Linked DNA regions of Anas platyrhynchos: region 2 is linked to region 1. A link is a contact called in public Hi-C data. All regions are on one chromosome and are shown on one strand. The core of a region is the stretch at or near the end of the contact, and the rest is flanking DNA. Distances in the headings are between cores, read along the strand shown.

Region 1 (4,344 bases), core at 1,108-3,607:
GCTCTAGATACATCAACCCAGCTCCTGTGGGTCTTTCCCATACTCTCTCTCTGTGTAAGGAATTGCCATGTTTAAGAGCACAAGAACTGACATAAGAAAGCATCTCCCATGCTTACACCCAGACATCCAAAAGAAGAAGCAATCCCTCTCCCACCAAGGAGATACTGGGGACCAGTTCAGCAAGGGTGGAGAACTGAAGGCTGTCCTGCACCTCCATTAAGAGATTCATGACAAGAAATTAGAGGTTGGAGGCAAGAGAAGAGGAGAAACCAAATGTGAGAAGAATACTGGAGAAAACAGTGCAGAAAGATATGGCAAAATAAAAAAGCCCACAATGAGGGGAAAGGCACAGTGCCTGCTGCGTGGGCAAAAGAAAGCAAAAGAAGTCAGGCTTAGAAAATGATAAACCAAATGAAAGATGTAAATTGCAGAAAAAGTGGAAACAGGCAGCAAAAGAGAAGGATATGACCTCTGATCAAACATTCCCCACACCAGCCCTGGATATAACAAGGTTGGATTCTGGCATCAACACTCACTTCTTGTCATTGCAGCGCACGGAGGCACAGTATTTAAGGAATGCACATTTTACCCAGCAACTAATAGCTGGGCCACCCTGGATGATTTAATATAATATAACCTGAGACTGACATCAAGCTGTTTTACTATCACCCCAGAGAGCTGCTATGTGAACTATCTACCTGTATGAGTTTCAGTATTTCCAGATTATTTTTTTTCAGTTTGCTTAATGAGGAAAAAACACTAGATAAAAAGCTAAGAAGATTATAATTGCAAAGTCATATAGAAAGTGATAAAAATTTAAGTTATCATCATTCAGGCAACCTTTAACTTTTCTCCCGAAAGATAACAAAACTATATTAAATCAAAAGATACTATTCTCACGTTTAAGATTTAGAAAGACTGATTAGCATAATTGAAATTACTTTATTAAAATACACAAACACTTGAAGCAGCTTATGATGGAGAACAGGCACTAATTTACCTGCTGCTTCATTCAAAATGGAAAAAAAACAGGTCAAACCCTAATGAAAAGTGGCAAATATTTTTCAGTGCAAATGCTAGAAGCTCCTCTTTTTTTTGTTTTCCTTCCTGTGACAAATAAATGAAACAAGTCAGCTACTTTTCAGAAAAGAGGAACTTTGCCAGTAGTTCTGATTTATAGGGCTAATTTGCTGAAAGCATTAAAGCTTCATGCAGGAAATTGTTTCATCATTTTAGTCTCAAAGGAAGACTTTCATTTGTAAAATTCAAGTAATGCTTTAATTTCTACAAAAAAAAGCAAATCTACTGCTAGAAAAAATTACCATTTATGATTCACATACATGAATGTTTCACAGCCAAGACAGCCAGCAAGTTCAAATATATGACATCATGGCTTTAACACTAATTTCTGGTGTCAACTTTTAAGCTTGCTTAGCATTAAGTGGCAGAAACCATCAGCATCTGAAGATCTCATTCTTTTTGCTTGGATTTTGATGCCACAGTGTCACTTTCCCAACCAGTTCAGCAGTAAACTCAAACTAAGTCTCCACTGCAAACTGTAGGTCCTTTGCTTGGTTGTACCTTTTAATCCTGAGCACTGGACACTGGTCAGAAGACCCAAGCATGCATACAACCATTATGCAATTAATAGGCACTTGCCTTTGCCTCTGAGCCCCAGCAAAGCAATTCGGGGTCCTTGCAAAGGCACTGCCCCACGTACACAGACTATGGATGTAGTAGTACCAAGCCAGGCTGAAAGTCGTGGCTGGAGTCAGCTCTCCGGTACTGTTCTACTTAAATTGTGCAGACTAACCTTAAATAAGATCCCTTCCTGTTTATGCCTTCCTTCGCTCCCCAGTAACTGCTGTAAGCTTCACACGAGAGCTGGACTTGTGAGAGCCCACACAAGCCCTAACGTTTAAATGCAACACACAAATGGCGTTAGTTTCCTATTTCCCTTCAGTCACTTACTCCAGGAAACAACCAGCCTTCTATCTTTTATTCTCCCTTCTGCTAAATGGCGCTATAGAGAAGCAGCACTTATTTCCAGCCTCTTGCGGTGCAATCTAATGGGTAAGTGCCAGGGCTCAGAAAGCATCCAAAAAAAGTGCTGTGTCAGCAGCGTGCACTGCAGCTGCCTGAGGCACTGAGACAGAGGAGCATCTTCATCTCCTCCTGCCGACCTCCTCCACTGCCTGCAAAGGAATGGAGGAAAGCAGCACACTTCCAAAATTCAGCTGGAAACTAATCTGTCCCTGTCTTCTCTCTGTAAGGTCAGACAGGTGTTGATCTCCTGCAGAAAAGGGTTTTGTCTCAGACTCTACTTTACCAGAAATAAGTTCCTAACTCATCAGCTGCACACGGCTGCCACCTCCTGGTACACATTTGAATTCGACCCTAAAAAGTGCAGCCTCACTGACCAACACAGCAGTGCCCATCAGGGCAACTGTGTGCAGACCCAAAGAATTATCTCAAATACTTCTTATGTAGAGTTCCCTCTTCTACATGATATCCTTCTCTTAATGGGACAGCTCATGAACCAGGCCCATGGAATCTCATTATTGAGCCCAACTAGACCTGTTAAAGGAGTAAGTGCAGCTTCTTAGATGCTTCCACAAACTGTTTACTGGGCTAGACTGCATAAAAAAAAAAAATAAAAAACAGCAAGTTACTTCCACTAGTTTCCAGTTGGCCAGGAGCTAGGACACGCCAGAATTCAGTCCTGTCCTACTGCAGATGACTGAAGGAGCCTCGTGGCAGAGGTAGTGGTTGAATTTCACCTCAGCCAACGAAAAGCTGCAGGCAGATCTTGGCAGACTTCTTACCTGCACAGCACATACCAGAACTCATCCCCTGCTCCTTCATACCCCATTCTCCAGAGAGCCTATGTACACTGCTGGTTATACAGACACTCTGGCTGCTTGGCTTGATGAGGTGTGTAAGTACAGTTGTTCCTTATATATCTCTATATCTCTGGAACTTGCATTGAAACACAGTTGTAAAGTACAAAAATTGATTTGTGTGGCACAAGAAAAAAGAAACCAGAATTTTCCAATGTGTGCTGTTACAGCAGTGATTTACCATATTTCAGCTCTAGTACCTCTCTCGGGCTGGAGGCATTTGACATCAGATACACGTGCTATGTTCTTGGCACAGAGTGGTTCAGCTCTGCTCAAGTGTATATCCATATTGACAGGATGTCAGCCAGTCAGTCTGACAACACGGTTTTGATAAGCTCATCCTGTAACTCCAAAATTTGCTGTTGACATTGTTTTATCAGACATTTTAGCTTTATCTACTTCCAATAATAGGAGTCTCAGGCATTTCTGAGCATCCTAGCCATCCTTTTTTTTTTTTTTCCAACCTAGAAAGCACCTGCTACCTATCGCCACAAGAAATTTACTGAAGACTTCCAAAAAACAGCAATACACCTTGAGAATGGTTAATTCTTCCAAAGACTGAAACTGTTTTCTTTATCCTAGCATGATACAATCTTTAGCAAGATACAATCTTTAGCAAGATTGTATCATGCTAGGATAGGAAAAAACAATAGTAGACAAATTCTGATCAGCACAACTAGAATGTGAGACAAAGTATGCTTTCAAGGACCAAACAGCATGCATAATTTACATACGAAAAAATGCACTGGAGTATTTGTACAGCGTGCTTGCATTAATTCCACTCTATTTACCCTCCCTCCCCACAACAGCCAAAGCTTTCACAGAATGAAAAACATACGTAGTCTTTAACAATGAGGGATTCTTGATTCTCTAGGACTTCTGTTGATAAGCAGCCTCAAACATGAATATACTTGCAGCCCTACAGTACTAAGTATTGGCCCAGATTTAAAGCCAAGTGGCTATACTCATGCTGCTCACCATTTTCACAGGTCTCGTCAAAACAGAAGAAACACACTGGAAAGACTAGCAGGTTCCCATTTACCACAGTTGTAAGGTCATCAAAACATTTATCCAAAGAAACTTAAGTGCATTTTTAGCACTAAAGGCTCCATCTAACTCAATAAATAGAATAGGGTCATTACCTAGAGCCAGAAGACAGGGAAATGACTAATAGGACAAGAAGTTGATATGGTACTAGATAGGCTAATTCTTTCTTTTCAGTACAGGGGCTACTATCCTGCAATGCTATCCCCTATCCTACAGGGTTGACAAGGATCAGGTACCTAATCACAGAGCATCAGGGAGCTGAATCCCGGCAGCAGCCTGTGCATTTTCTTTACCTGCCTGCACTAACATCTTCCTCTATATAAGAGAGCGTTCTAAACACCCAGAACAGCTCTAGCAAGCATCAAACAAATTCTGTAGGACTTCTCAAGTTGCCACC
Region 2 (4,194 bases), core at 370-2,869, 38 kb before region 1:
GGTTTCTCGTTTGTCTTACCCTGTGAAATGTCATATAAAGGGAAAACCCCAGTAGCTCACATATAACCACACTCCTCTGTACTTCTCAGGATCCCGTCCCAGTAAGCGTAAGTTGGTAAATCCTCCAAAATTATTATCATGCATGATGTCAACCATGCTGGAGGTACCTCCTCAAACTACTAGATAAGCATCTACTTTGTATAGGTCAAGTTTTTTTGGCAAGCCCATGACCCATTTTTGGCAAGTGTGTTTTTATTCTGTCCGCCTCCTTTGGTTGTGGGAGGGTCGAGATGAAATCCTGGCCTTACCAAAGGTGGAGCTGAAGCTCAGGCTGATTTATCTGACTGTTTAAAATGCCCAAAGCCACAATGACTGTACACAGGGAACTGTATGTTGGGACGGGATTTCCTTTCAGATGCCATCGTTTTTACATTCTCCTGCTCAGGAGTCCAGGAGTCTTGTTTGGCTTCACCTCCTCACTCAGCACGCCATAAACCGCAGGAAGCCAAGTCTTTAACACGTACTTAACAGAGGTCAAAGAAAGTGTTAGCAGGCAGGCTGCTGGCTCACCACCTGGACAGAGCAGGACCGCTCTTTTTCTCTCCTGGCGCTCTGTGTTTCTCTTCTGCTACCAAATAAATCCGAAATAAGGGTATTGGTTATCGTCTACTCACTCAGGCAGAAAAATGCAACAGCAGTTGCAGACTCCGTAGCTATACGCTTACACTATAGGAGCATTTTTAGAAGCTGTATAACTGGGGGGTCATTTCTGCCTGCTGTTTTGTGTGGTATCGTTGGTGAAGGTGATGGCACAGGTGGGTACGCAGCGCACAGACCGCTCTGCAGGCGAAGACAGCACCGGCTGCGGGTGAGGACCATGTCATCCCGGCTGAATTTCTCTCTGAGTGCTGTGCTTAGCTGTTGATTCCTGAGCTGCCTCGAGGTTAGGACGGGCAGCACAGCCAGCAGGACGGGGACATCGCCTCTCTGTCAGGTGCACAGGGGGTCGTGACCCACCGTGTTGGTCCCGTCAGCATCTCCCCAGGACAGGCAGGGGCTGCGCTGGATGTTGAGGCTGTGTGCTCGTATTTAAGCACCTGGGGTCGACCTCCTGTTGGCTGCGCAGCTCAGATGAAGAGATTTATTTAACTTATTCTGGAAAGCCTAAAAAAGCGGATGCTGAAGACGGAGTCGGTGATGTTACTGTTCCCGTTGTCAGCCAGGAGAGCGGCTGTCAGAGGGGGATCAGGTGCTGGGCGTGCGGGCTGCAGGACCCGCCTCACTCGCGGGCTGCCCACCCCCAGCCCCCAAAACCCAAACCCCGGGGGACAGCCCCAGCAGCTCCCCTCCTGCAGCCCGCCCCAAACCCCCCGCAGCCTGCAGACACACCCGCACCTCTCCTCGCCGCCTTCATTCCCCGCAGCGCCGGGAGACGTCGGGACCCGGCCCCGCACCCCCGGAGCCCCCGGCCCTGCGGCGGGGCAGGTGCGGCCGCTTCCGCGGGGAGGAGGAGGAGGAGGAGGAGGAAGAGCAGGAGGAGGAGGAGGAGGAGGAGGAGGCGGCGGTGCCCGTGGGCGTGCTCCCGGCGGGGAGGGCCGCCCGCAGCCCACACCCCCGCCGCTAACTTCGCCGCCTTCCCCTCCCCGCCGAGCCGAGCCGAGCCGGGCCGGGCCGGGGCCGCCCCCCAGCCATGAAGGGCCGGCGGCGGCGGTGGTGCTGGTGCTGGCGGGGGGAGCCGCGGCGCCTGGCCGTGGTGCTGGGGCTCTACACGCTGCTGCTGCTGCTGCTGGTGCCCTACGCGCTGGACTACGGGGCCAGGAGGGCGCGGGGGGACGAGGAGCCGCTGCTGCGGCGCTGCCCCAGCCTGGAGGAGGCGCTGAGCGAGTGGGGCTGGGAGCAGCGCCCGGCGCCCACGGGCGACGAGGAGGACGAGGAGGAGGAGGAGGGCGAGGAGGAAGGCGGCGGAGGGGCGGCGGGGAACGGCACCGGGGCGGCGGCGGGCAAGCGGCACATCTACCTGCACGCCACCTGGCGCACGGGCTCGTCCTTCGTGGGGGAGCTGTTCAACCAGCACCCCGACGTCTTCTACCTCTACGAGCCCATGTGGCACCTGTGGCAGGCTCTGTACCCGGGAGACGCGCTCAGCCTGCAGGGCGCCCTGCGGGACATGCTGCGCTCCCTCTTCCGCTGCGACTTCTCCGTGCTGCGCCTCTACGCCGCCCCGGCCGGGCCCCGCGACCCGCTGGCCCCCGGCTCCCCCAACCTGACCACGGCCGGCATCTTCGGCTGGCGCACCAACAAGGTGATCTGCTCGGCCCCGCTCTGCCCCGCCGCCCCGCGGCCCCGCGCCGAGGTGGGGCTGATCGACGGCGCCGCCTGCGAGCAGCGCTGCCCGCCGCGGGCGCTGCGGGAGCTGGAGGCCGAGTGCCGCAAGTACCCGGTGGTGGTCATCAAGGACGTGCGGCTGCTGGAGCTGGGCGCCCTCCTGCCGCTGCTCAGCGAGCCCGGCCTCAACCTGCGCGTGGTGCAGCTCTTCCGAGACCCCCGCGCCGTCCACAACTCGCGCCTGAAGGCCAAGCAGGCGCTGCTGCGGGAGAGCATCCAGGTGCTGCGCAGCCGACACCGCGCCGAGCCTCGGGGAGCGCCTCGGCCAAGAGGACCCCCTGGCCCGCTGCCCCCCGGGCTGCTGGGCGCGGGTCGGGCACCGCCACCGCAGCACCGAGCCGAGTTCTTCCTTGGCGGAGCGCTGGAGGTGATCTGCCAGGCCTGGCTGCGCGACCTGCTGCTGGCACGACGCGCCCCGTCGGGGCTGCGGCACCGCTACACGCAGCTGCGCTACGAGGACCTGGTGCGGGAGCCCCGCGCCCAGCTGCGGCGCCTGCTGCGCTTCGCCGGGCTGCCCGTGCCCCCCGCCATGGAGGCCTTCGTGGTCAACATGACCCGCGGCGAGGCGTACTCCTCCGAGCGGCCCTTCCTCATCTCCGCCCGCGACGCCCGAGAGGCCGTCCACGCGTGGCGGGAGCGCCTCAGCCGCCAGCAGGTGCGGCAGGTGGAGGCGGCGTGCAGCGAGGCCATGAGCCTGCTGGCCTACCCGCTCAGCCCCGACGACGGGCGGTAGCGGCCCCGGGACCAACGCCAGGACACCCCGTGGCATGGGGGCCTGTCTGAGACAGGGAAACAGTGGCCTCATGGGCCTCCGCCTTGGCGTTGGTGGACATGTTGGCATTGGTGGACATGTTGGCGTTGGTGGACATGTTGGTGTTGGTGGACATGTTGGCATTGACATTGGCGTTGAAGGACACATTGGCATCGGTGAACACGTTGGCATTGGCCTTGGCGTTGGCACACAGAGGGAGGGAGGTTTGAGCGCCCGCTGGGTGCCAAGAGGCCAGGGAGAGCGGCTGCCGAGGTGACGATGGAGGGGACACGTTCTTGAGGTGTTTGGTGAGAGATGCCCTCGGGGCACAGTGCCGGACTCTGAGGCCCCCTAGATGTGAAACTGTGACCCCATGCCAAGAGTGGGGGTTGTGTAAAAAGAAAACAAGAATGCTGTGTTAAACTTTAAAAATCCCCCGGACAACAGCTCTCAGTAAGGAATCAGAGGACTCAAAAGTTATTAACGTAAGAGGATCACCCCTTCCAGAGCATGAAAACACGTTGTGTCCCACTGTATTGCTATTAAAACACTTAAAGGAGGCTTCTGTGAAATTCGTGGCGTTTATGCACGGCCCGACTGCCAGAGTCTCACGCCACGGGAGGACGTTCCGCCGAGGGAGGACGCCTTGGTGTTGGTGCTTGCTGAGCCTGTGTGAGCGCTGTCTGTGTGGGTGGCTTCGTCTCCTTCCCGTTCCTCGTTGCAGTTCCCCTCTGTCCCTTGGAGCACTCGGGTATTTGGTTGTAGGAGCAGGGAAAGTGTTTGGATGCTTAAGTGTTTTGGACATGTTTGTTCCTTAAATTGTAACTTTTCTAAAGAAATCCGTAACCCTTTTGTAAAGTTGGGTATTTTAATACATTCCTGTAGTGATATTCACGTGCAATACAGGTGGCTAACATGTCTTTTGCGGACACCCGTAGAGATAACTGTAGCTGGAAGGTGAACTCTTGGTATTTCCATTTTGTTTCCTCAACTGGATGAGTGAATCACTTTTCTTCCCTAACTTCCTGACTGATACATTGTGCTGTGCGCAGGTTCCC

Evidence for each region. Hi-C and Micro-C count contacts between places; a contact is called where the count stands out from the background.
Region 2: a Hi-C map of liver shows a contact between it and region 1, with 2.7 times the contacts expected there. The contact joins the promoter of CHST7 here to the enhancer-like site in region 1. A contact is called at or near these places in 2 of 8 Hi-C or Micro-C datasets (liver and subcutaneous adipose tissue).

The regions. Positions count from the first base shown.
Region 1 is chr1:137,552,209-137,556,552 of IASCAAS_PekinDuck_T2T, reverse strand. All of the region lies in intron 12 of SLC9A7 (solute carrier family 9 member A7), which reads right to left. Among named protein-coding and RNA genes, the nearest start is that of CHST7, 38 kb to the left of the region's middle. Within about 2 kb of position 2,357, at least 1 of the 8 cell types and tissues checked has an H3K27ac peak or open chromatin away from gene starts, as enhancers often do. A contact at or near this core is called in subcutaneous adipose tissue, where this site is marked.
Region 2 is chr1:137,590,065-137,594,258 of IASCAAS_PekinDuck_T2T, reverse strand. It overlaps CHST7 (carbohydrate sulfotransferase 7), which reads left to right and starts at 1,619. Exons shown (of 1, transcript XM_027446944.3): 1 at 1,619-4,194. The coding sequence starts at 1,691. The coding sequence ends at 3,118. It overlaps LOC106017632 (a long non-coding RNA gene), which reads right to left and starts at 1,389. Exons shown (of 2, transcript XR_003493079.3): 1 at 726-1,389; 2 at 1-628.